2 separate regions of the Danio rerio genome follow, and region 2 is linked to region 1. Evidence: chromatin contacts called from public Hi-C data. All regions are on one chromosome and are shown on one strand. Each heading gives the region's core, a stretch centred on a gene start, on an enhancer-like site or on the middle of the called end of the contact. The rest is flanking DNA. Distances are from core to core; before and after follow the strand shown.

Evidence for each region. Hi-C and Micro-C count contacts between places; a contact is called where the count stands out from the background.
Region 2: a Hi-C map of hematopoietic stem cells shows a contact between it and region 1, with 1.9 times the contacts expected there. The contact joins the promoter of prxl2b here to the promoter of trim62.1 in region 1. A contact is called at or near these places in 2 of 18 Hi-C or Micro-C datasets (caudal fin and hematopoietic stem cells).

What each region holds. Positions count from the first base shown.
Region 1 is chr11:43,066,013-43,071,122 of GRCz12tu, reverse strand. It overlaps trim62.1 (tripartite motif containing 62, tandem duplicate 1), which reads left to right and starts at 1,610. Exons shown (of 6, transcript NM_001080674.1): 1 at 1,610-1,760; 2 at 4,363-4,895. The coding sequence starts at 4,488.
Region 2 is chr11:43,296,108-43,300,787 of GRCz12tu, reverse strand. It overlaps prxl2b (peroxiredoxin like 2B), which reads left to right and starts at 2,120. Exons shown (of 7, transcript NM_213313.1): 1 at 2,120-2,240. The coding sequence starts at 2,178. The region is part of intron 3 of LOC141376672 (a long non-coding RNA gene); the gene reads right to left.

The DNA of each region.
Region 1 (5,110 bases), core at 361-2,860:
CGGAATGAACTGCCAACTTATCCAGCATATGTTTTTACACAGCGGATGACCTTCCATCTGCAACCCATTACTGGGAAACACCCATACACTCATTCACACACATACATGGACAATTTAGCTTACCCATTCACCTATAATGCATGTGTTTGGAAACTGGAGCACCCAGAGACAACCCACTCAATCATGGGGAGAATATGCAAACTCCTCACAGAAATGCCAACTGACCCAGCCGGGACTTAAACCAGCAATCTTCTTGCTGTGAGGCGACAGTGACTGCGCCAACAAACCGCTTTCAAAATAAAACTGTATTTTAATATTTATTATATGATGTAATATAAAATAATATTAAATACATAAATAAATGTAAAATAGTTTAGAATTAATAATTAACAATTTATAAATTAATAAATCAATTATTAATTTATTAATAATTTATTATTATTGCTGTTGCTTTCATTGTTATTGCAATTAATTGCAATATTAATTTTTATTTTTTTTTATTTTTATTCAACTTTTAATTTCTTTCCATTTATTTATTTTGGCAACCCCAGATTAATAAAGGGACCTAAGCCGAAAAGAAAATGAATGAATTATTATTTATTTTCAAAACTGTTTATTTTTTTTGCCCCAAACCTGGATTCGTTTTTATATATTGCAATATGAAAATCATTTATAAAATATGTATTTTTGGTCAAAATGGCTTGAGAAAAGTGCTAAGTTTTAAAAATTGTTCTAATCAGGTAAAGAAAAAAATAGTTGTGGGTTTGATCCTTGTGCAGCAAAAGTGAGAGCTGATAAAATGTGTACCTTCAATGCAATGTATGTAGCTTTGGATAAAGGCATCTGCAAAATGCGTGAATGTAAAATGTAAATGTTATATATCATAATATAAATGCATTCGTCCACAATAATAATGTTGTTGTTATTATTATTATTATTATTATTATTATTATTATTATTATTATTATTATTACTACTACTACACAAAACAGATATTATTATTATTATAACAGTTTTTATGATACAAAATAACAAAAATATAATAATAAAAGGCTTATAATACAAGCAAATTAGAATAATAAAACATTAATAATAGATAAAGGTGCGCAGAAATATATTAGAATGTTATATATTCTTATGGGATGTAGGACAAGCAAAAAAATAGCTTAAATTATAATGAAGTATGGTTTGACTTTGTGGTTTAAAACTGGTCCTTAATTTAAAAAGAACTTACCAGTATGCTGAACTCGTATAAAACCAATTTTGTCTTTACATTCGACCTACAAACACGCCAGCAGAGTGCGAGCAATCACTGATATTATCATATGCTCATTTCTGCCTGTGATGAGGAAGCTTGAGCTGAACCATCACAGCAACGGGAGGGATTTACCCTTCATCCGTGAAAAAATATCTTCTTAAATATGTCAAGAAATCAGCCCAGATAATCAACACATAGGGAAAATTAAATCTTTAATTAATTAAATTTATTCTACATATAATTATAATGACAGAGTTGTATCAGTCTACCCCCTGTGTGTGAATGTCCCTCCCCGTGTGCAGTTGGTTCGCTCCGTTGCTGTGCGCCTCTGGATCGAGTGTGGAGCAGTGGGATTGTGAAGAGCTGCGCGTGCGGTCGGTCGGTCGCTTCAGCTTTTGAAGGGTCTGACGTGATGAAAATGTTGAATTAAAACCACGACCCGCTCTCCTAATTATGTGACAGTCGGCTGCTTCCAGTGTACAACGCGCCAGGACCGTTTTGGGTAAGCGAATGAAGTCATAATGTCAGTTTTTTTGCACAAGATCGAATAGATGGAAAATCTGTTTACACATCCTGCTAGCTGGCTAATTATTTAGCAACCGGCTTTGATAAACAACACGATGAAGATAACGGGGAAAAGGGAGGAGGAATGGCTGAAAAGGTGTAATCTGAAACAGACAAGAGATGTTAGTAACTTTTGTTGAATTACCATGGTGTACGGAAGCTTTTCTGGTGTGTACACGGCTGATTTAAATGGACTTGGTGAGATCCAATTAAGTTTAGTGCAAGTCTATGGTGGCAACCTCAATAACCTGGTTTAGAGATTCATAGTTTTACATCTATTTCATTCGTTTCAGATCTTAAATTCTGTGCAGGTCGTGTTGAATATTAAAGGGATGTGGAGTGGCAAGTTGTATAAACTAACCTGTTTTATAATTAGTTTAATTATTTAACTATTCGGTTTATTGGTTAAATGGATGTGATATTTTCATGGAAGTCTTGAAAACCTGCACAAATAACAATAAGCAGAATAATGTTATGCAGAAAATAATAAAAGGTTATTAAAATCCAGAACTTAAGGTAATATTTGTAGAAGAAAAAAAGTGATGCAAACATCTGTTCATGTTGAATCTGTGCTTTATTCATTTATTTTTCTTTTATTCCATTTTTTTTTTTCAATCTACATACAAAAAAATCTTTAATTCTGATTTTACAGGTTTAAATGATAAACAATTATTCATGGCAATTTGTTCATTGTCCAGTAGGCATGAGCTGGTATACAGTAAGATTCTGACGGTATGATAACCTTGGATAAAAGTATCACGGTTTGACAGTTGTGCGATTACTGCTCTAAAATATATTCTTTTTAAATGTCTGGGAAAAAAAATAAAACTTTTCCCCCATTAAACACAATATATTTTAATTTGTTAAACATTTAAAATATTTTGGAGCAAAAACATGTCCGACTGAATAATGAAAATGAATCATTGACTTCTGCTGTCTTCATTTGTTTCAAAAACAAAGATTTCTTTACACCACTGATTTAAATTGACTTGGAGAGATCCAATTAAGTTTAGTGCAAGTCAGTGATGGCAACCTCAATAACCTGCTTTAAAGATAAATGGTTTTGCATGTATTTTATTCGTTTCAGATCTTAAATTCTGTGCAGGTCTTGTTAATGTTGAAGGGATGTGGTGTGGCAAACTGAATAAACTAACCTGTTTCATAATTAGTTTATGTATTTAATTGTTTAGTTTGTTCGTTAAATGGATGTGATAATATCATGGAAGTCTTGAAAACCTGCACAAATAACAATAAGTAAAATAATGTTATGGGGAAAGTAATGAAAGGTTATTAAAACCCTTAAAGTTAATATTTGAATAAAAAGTGATACAGTAATGAATTGCATCTATATTTGTTTCATCTGTGGTTTATTCATTTATTTATTTTTTGTCAATGTCAAATTTATTTATATAGCACCATTTTACACAACCACATCACACAACACAACAGAGAAAAAATATAAAATTATAGCTAAAACAGACTATTTTCATTGATAAAATGTCAAATCAAAGAGATAGAGGTAAAGCTGGTTATATATTCGGATATTCAGATATTATCTTCAGTTATATAATTTCAGAAGTGTTCAGTTCCAATTATAAATAGGTAAATCATATTAGAAGCAAATGACTATCAAAGTGCAACATGGTTCACAGTGAATTAGTGTTAATGTTGTTTAAAAGTCACACTTGCATGCTAATTTCAATCGAATATTCAAAAAAATCATGGTAAACAATATAGAGACTGCGAAATTAATGAATGTGCGAATATATAAAACCAACTTCTGTAATTATTTAATGGTTTGGTTTATTCGTTAAATGAATGTTGCAATATCAACATCAGTCATGAAAACCTGCACAAATAACAATAAGTAAAATAATGTTATGGGGAAAATAATAAAAGGTTATCAAAATCCAAAAGCTAAGGTAATATTTGAAAAATAAAAGTAATACAGAAAATAATTACATCTTTACTTGTTTTATCTGTGCTTTATTCATTTTTTTTCTTCCATTACATTTATTAATTATTTTTCAATCTACATATAAGAATTCTTTCAATTCTGCTACTAAAGGTTTGAAATGGTAAATAATTATTCATGGCAATTTGTTCATTATCCAGTATTTTATTGTGTTCAATATCAGTACATGTCTAATGGTGACTGATTGACAGTCTGCATATAATAACCTTTTTAAAAATGAATGTCTTTAATTAGCCAAGGGAATATCGTTTTGGGTTCCTTAATGAAAATGTAATTATTTTTTTAATGGGCTTGATAAGGTTCTATTTAGTCCTGCATAATAAGAGCAAATAATCAGATTTTGAGTTGAGTCTTCTTTAAATGAAGTAATATCAACATTATCAAGCTTATCTGCTTTCCATCAGTGGAAGATTTACTCTATCAGCACTTGCTCATCGATGCATGATAATTTAGTGTAAAGTCCATATCTAAAGCTTTTAAACGTAGTCATGGGAGAGTCTAATAATAAATGCATGTCTGTTGGTGAAGATGTCTTACCTATTCTATCTAATTTTGTGTTTTCTAGAAAATTTCATCGGAGTCATTTTCAAGCCTCGCAGAGCACACTAGGAAGCCCAGCTGCTTAAGAGGCTCAGGGTTTGTGCATCCCGCCACCTGCACAGTGCATGACCGACTCCTCCATAGATTCAAATGGCTAGCTATCTGAAGGACGAGCTCTTGTGTTCTATTTGTCTGAGCATTTATCAAGACCCTGTGAGTTTCGGTTGCGAGCACTACTTTTGCCGTAAGTGCATCACTGAACACTGGAGCAGACAGGAGCATCACGGGACACGAGACTGCCCAGAGTGCAGGAGGACCTTCACGGATCCCCTTCTATCGCCGAGCCTCAAGCTCTCCAACATCGTGGAGAGGTACACCGCTTTCCCCCTGGACGCCATCCTCAATGCTCAGAGGAACTCGTATCCGTGCAAAGACCATGAAAAGGTCAAGCTCTTCTGCTTAAGTGACAAGAGCCTGGTGTGCTTCTTCTGTGATGAGCCTGCATTACACGAACAGCATCAAGTCACCACGGTTGACGAGGCCTATGAGGAGATACAGGTGTGTTTGCTTTGAGGTTTATTGGCTTTTATTCTCCAACAGGTTATGCTGGGTTTTGACTACACAATGTTTTTACATCCAGAAAAATACATAAGATGCTTACAGGGGTACAAACTGTATGGGCCCTATCATACATCATTGGCAGTGTCTGCCGATTTTGTTTGCCTCTGTCTTCATTTTGTTTGGCTTGATCGAGCACCTGCCTTCAAGATTGT
Region 2 (4,680 bases), core at 871-3,370, 230 kb before region 1:
CCTTCAAGATGTCCTGCACATCTCACACTGCTTATTTGTCTTTTATTTATTTATTTATTTATTTATTTATTTATTTATTTATTTATTTATTTATTTATTTATTTATCATAGGCTATATTTCTTTCTTAATTTGGATTAATATAATTTTTTTTAAATAAAAAACAAATATATTATAACACAAATTCAATTAAATTCCAGTTTATTTGTATAGTGCTTTTCACAATATCATTTTTATGCAGCTTTACAAATGACGCACGCTATTACATTACAGTTAAACTTTAGGGTGAACAGTGTATATATATTACGGAGAGAAGATTTCTTCAACACATTTCTTAGCATCATAGTTTTAAAAACTCATCTCTAATAACTGATTTATTTTATCTTTACCATGATGACAGTAAATACTATCTGACTATTTTTCAAGACACTTCTATACAGCTTAAAGTGACATTTAAAGGCTTATCTAGGTTAATTAGGTTAACTAGGAAGGTTAGGGTAGTTAGGCAAGTTATTGTATAACGATGGTTTGTTCTGTAGACTATCGAAAAAAATAGCTTAAAGGGGCTAATAATATTGACCTTAAAATGGTGTTTAAAAATTAAAAGAAACTGCTTGTTGGAGTCTATGTGAGCTATAATACCTATTCTATTGAATTATCTGATTACATATGCACCAATGCAGTCATGTGTGTGTGTGTGTGTGTGTGTGTGTGTGTGTGTGTGTGTGTGTGTGTGTGTGTGTGTGTGTGTGTGTGTGTGTGTGTGTGTGTGTGTGTGTGTGTGCACTTGTGTTGCATTTAATTTGCATTTATAGACAGACAAACAAATTTGGGATCTGTTTTATTGTAAAATTATTTAATGAAAAAATAAAAATATATATTAAAAGCATTATAGTAACTATTCAAATTATGTACTTCATTACCTATATATAATATCTATTTTTTTATTTTGCTTACTTTGTTTACTAAAATATTTATTGGTTTTGTTTTTTTGCATTTTATTTGAAAATAAATTATATTTATTTAATTTGAGCTTTTAGATTTTAGGTTTTCTATCAAGTGTTTTTTTCAGTCTAATGAAAAAGGATGCTTTTAATTGCCTAATTTTTATCACACGTTATCAATTTGCATCTGTATAATAATTTTTTAGACATTAAACTATTTGGCTATAACCTATAATACATGTTAAAGGCTGTTTTCTCACTGCTTTTCACAACAATTATCAGTCTTAAGCAGCTTTTCAAAAGATGCACATTATTACATTACAGTTAAACTTAGAGAGAGTCAGTGACAGTATATATATATATAGAAAGAGAGAGATAGTTAACCTGCAGTTATACACTATATAGTGTACTTTTCTAAATGGTGGAGTCTATATGTATGCTATCATACCTTTTAAATGTGTGTGTGTGTGTGTGTGTGTGTGTGTGTGTGTGTGTGTGTGTGTGTGTGTGTGTGTGTGTGTGCATTTAATTTAAATGATGTATCATTTGTATATTTTAATACATCTTAATAGAAAAAAAATGTACATGTAACCAATGAACTGGGGAACTATTTATTTAGTCAGGGTCTTTATTTATTTAATGTAATGTCTTGCCTTAAGTCAAAAAGATCTGGTAAACCAACACCATTTTAAAGGCAATAATTAACTATATTCGCATCTTTAAAAAAAATACTTTAGTTTTTTTTCACTTGGTCGGTATTGATTATCAAATGTAAATCATTAGTACAACCTTCAAATGGAGGAAGATGGACTGAAATGACTGACCTTTGATGTAGACTAACCACACCCTAAATAATCGTTTAGAATTTTAAACCTGAATAAAATAAAATTCTAATGTATTTATACCATCCTCTTACTTATAAAACTAATGACTTTACATTGTAAAAACGATTTTAGGAGGGTGATTAAATAACTGATAAGGTTGCATAGATAACGAAACAAGAGTGCTATTGTCATATTTATGTAATAAGCCCCGCCCACAAAGCACATGGTTTGAATTCTTCACCCTGTGATTGGTTCACACGTGTGTCAATCACGTCATGTCTTACACAAGTAGGCGTGTGTATATAACAGCGGCGGTTTTGTTTGTGGTTGTTTAAAGTGTGAAGTACCGTTGAAGGAAACGAGGGCGAATTTCACACCTAAAAGCTAAAATATATATATATAAACACTAAAATGTCGTCCATAAACTTGACCAGCTTAGGAGCCAACCAACTGAAAAACACTACGACGGGAGAGGTAACGTTAATAATTCACCAGAAGTGTTTCTGTGTTTGTGTACTAACGTTATGTCTCTGTATTAACGTTAGTGTTAGTGTAACGTATTTGTTCATATGTAAACTTAAATAGGAAATATTATTTTATATTCAGATAATTTAAATGACAGTTTTTTTTAAGTATTTTCATGAAAACGCCTTTTATTCTGATGTGCCATGTGCCATGGTCCTGTTATGGCTTTGTAAAATAGAGGTAAAGTTGGTTTTATATTCGCACATTCGTTTATTTAGCAGTCTCTATGTTGTTTTCCTTGTTACTTTGAATATTTAATCGGAATTGGCATGCTAATATGACTTCTAAACAACGTTAACACTATCAAATTCTCTGTGAAGCATGTTGTACTTTGATAGTCATTTGCTGTGATTTCTATTTAAAATTAGCAAATAATACATTTCTGAAATTATATTATTGAGGAGAATGTATAAATATCAGAATATAAAACCAACTTTACCTCTATCCTTGTAAACAGACGTTTTTCCTCTTGCTTATTGAGGTAAAGTTGGATTTATTTAAACAATTTCTGACTTTCTCTTTAATAATATAGCTTTAGAAAATGTATATAACATTTATATACTGAGGGTTTATACGGTCACGTAAAACCTGGAAAAGTCTTGGAATTTTGGAGAAAAGTATTTGCTGCTAATTCTAAAAGGTAACATTAGTCCAACATTGTTCACAGTCAATTAAATGGAGCTAATGTTGTTTTGAAGTCATACTTGCATGTGATTTTAGACCGAAATGGTAATAGCACCATGGTAAACAATATAGGAAGCATGTCACAAGTTGCTACTCAACTTTACCTCAATCTCTTGCTTGAGATCTTTCACACCGCACCTGATAAACTGTAAATGATGTTTATTATGTGATTATCGCCCCTGTCCTGGGATCAGTTTGGTCTGTGCTGATGTGATAAAAACACACTTGACACTTCAGATATGAAATAGCTCATTCACTGCTTTAGGTGTCAAATGCAATGAAAACAAATTAAGAGTCTTTACAATGTAAATCATTAGAATGATCAAAATAATAAAAGCTAACTTCAAACTTATGCAATTATGCAAAGATTTGCTGCTTTGGTGTATTTGTAGGTACCTATACCTGTACTGCATTGTCAAATTAAGTAAAAAATGCAATGATTAAGGTTCTCCATTCATTTTTCTTTTGGCTTAGTCCCTTTATTAATCTGGGGTCACCACAGCGGAATGAACCGCCAACTTTTCCAACATATATTTTACGCAGCAGATGCCCTCTAGCTGCAACCCATCACTGGGAAACATCCATACACACTCATACACTAGAGACAATTTAGCTTACCCAATTCTCCTATAGCGCATGTGTTTGGACTAGTTTTTGTGTTTACCAGATGTGGTTTATTCTGCTGTGGCGACCCCAGATTAACAAAGGGACTAAACCGAAAAGAAAATGAATGAATGAATGAATGAATGAATGAATGAATGAATGAATGAATGTGTTCACCAGAATAAAGTGACTAGGTTTGGAACCTGTTTAGAGTGAGTAAATGGTGAAAAACATTTCATTTTTGTGTGAACTATCTTGTTTGGTAAAAAAAAAAATCGAAATAAAGTTTGATTGATCCACAAGCATGCTGCTATTCTATTCATTTACCTATTCATTTTCCTTCAGTTTAGTCTCTTTATTAATCAGTGGTCGCTACAGTGGAATGAACCGCCAACTTATCCAGCTGCAACCCAGTACTAGAAACATTCATATACTCTCATTCACACTCGTACACTAAGGCCAATTTAGTTAACCAATTCACCTATAGCGCATGTGTTTGGACTGTGGGGGAAACTGGAGCACCGGGAGGAAACCCACACCAACAGGGAAAGAACATGCAAACTCCACACAGAAATGCCATCTGACCCAGGTGGGACTCAAACCAGCTACCTTATGGCTGTGACGGGACAGCGCATACCACTGAGCCAACGTGTCACCCCTCTGCTATTCTATACCACTTGAAGCTTGGAGACCCTACATGAAGACAAGATGGACAGTTCTTTATGCAATATTACAGTATATATTATAAAGGATTTATCCATGCAGATTAAAGAAAATAATCTGTTATCCATGCACATTTAAAAAATAATCTGATGCCCTTATAATTATTTAATAAAAATCTTTCAGTCCCTCATTAACAAAATCTCCTTTCTGGTTATTTACTGTTATAAAGGCAGGAAAGTAATCTGTTACTTACATGAAATCTATCAATAGTTATTAATAAAAGCAATTTCAAATGGTCAGAATCAAGTCTGTCCTACATTGGCTCTAAGTTGCAAAGCATTTACAATAGGAAAAACAATTGCAACTTCACTTTAATGCTGTCTATAAATTTTCTTTGACTGTCATATCATATCTGTTCATTTGTTTGTCTGGTTTCTTA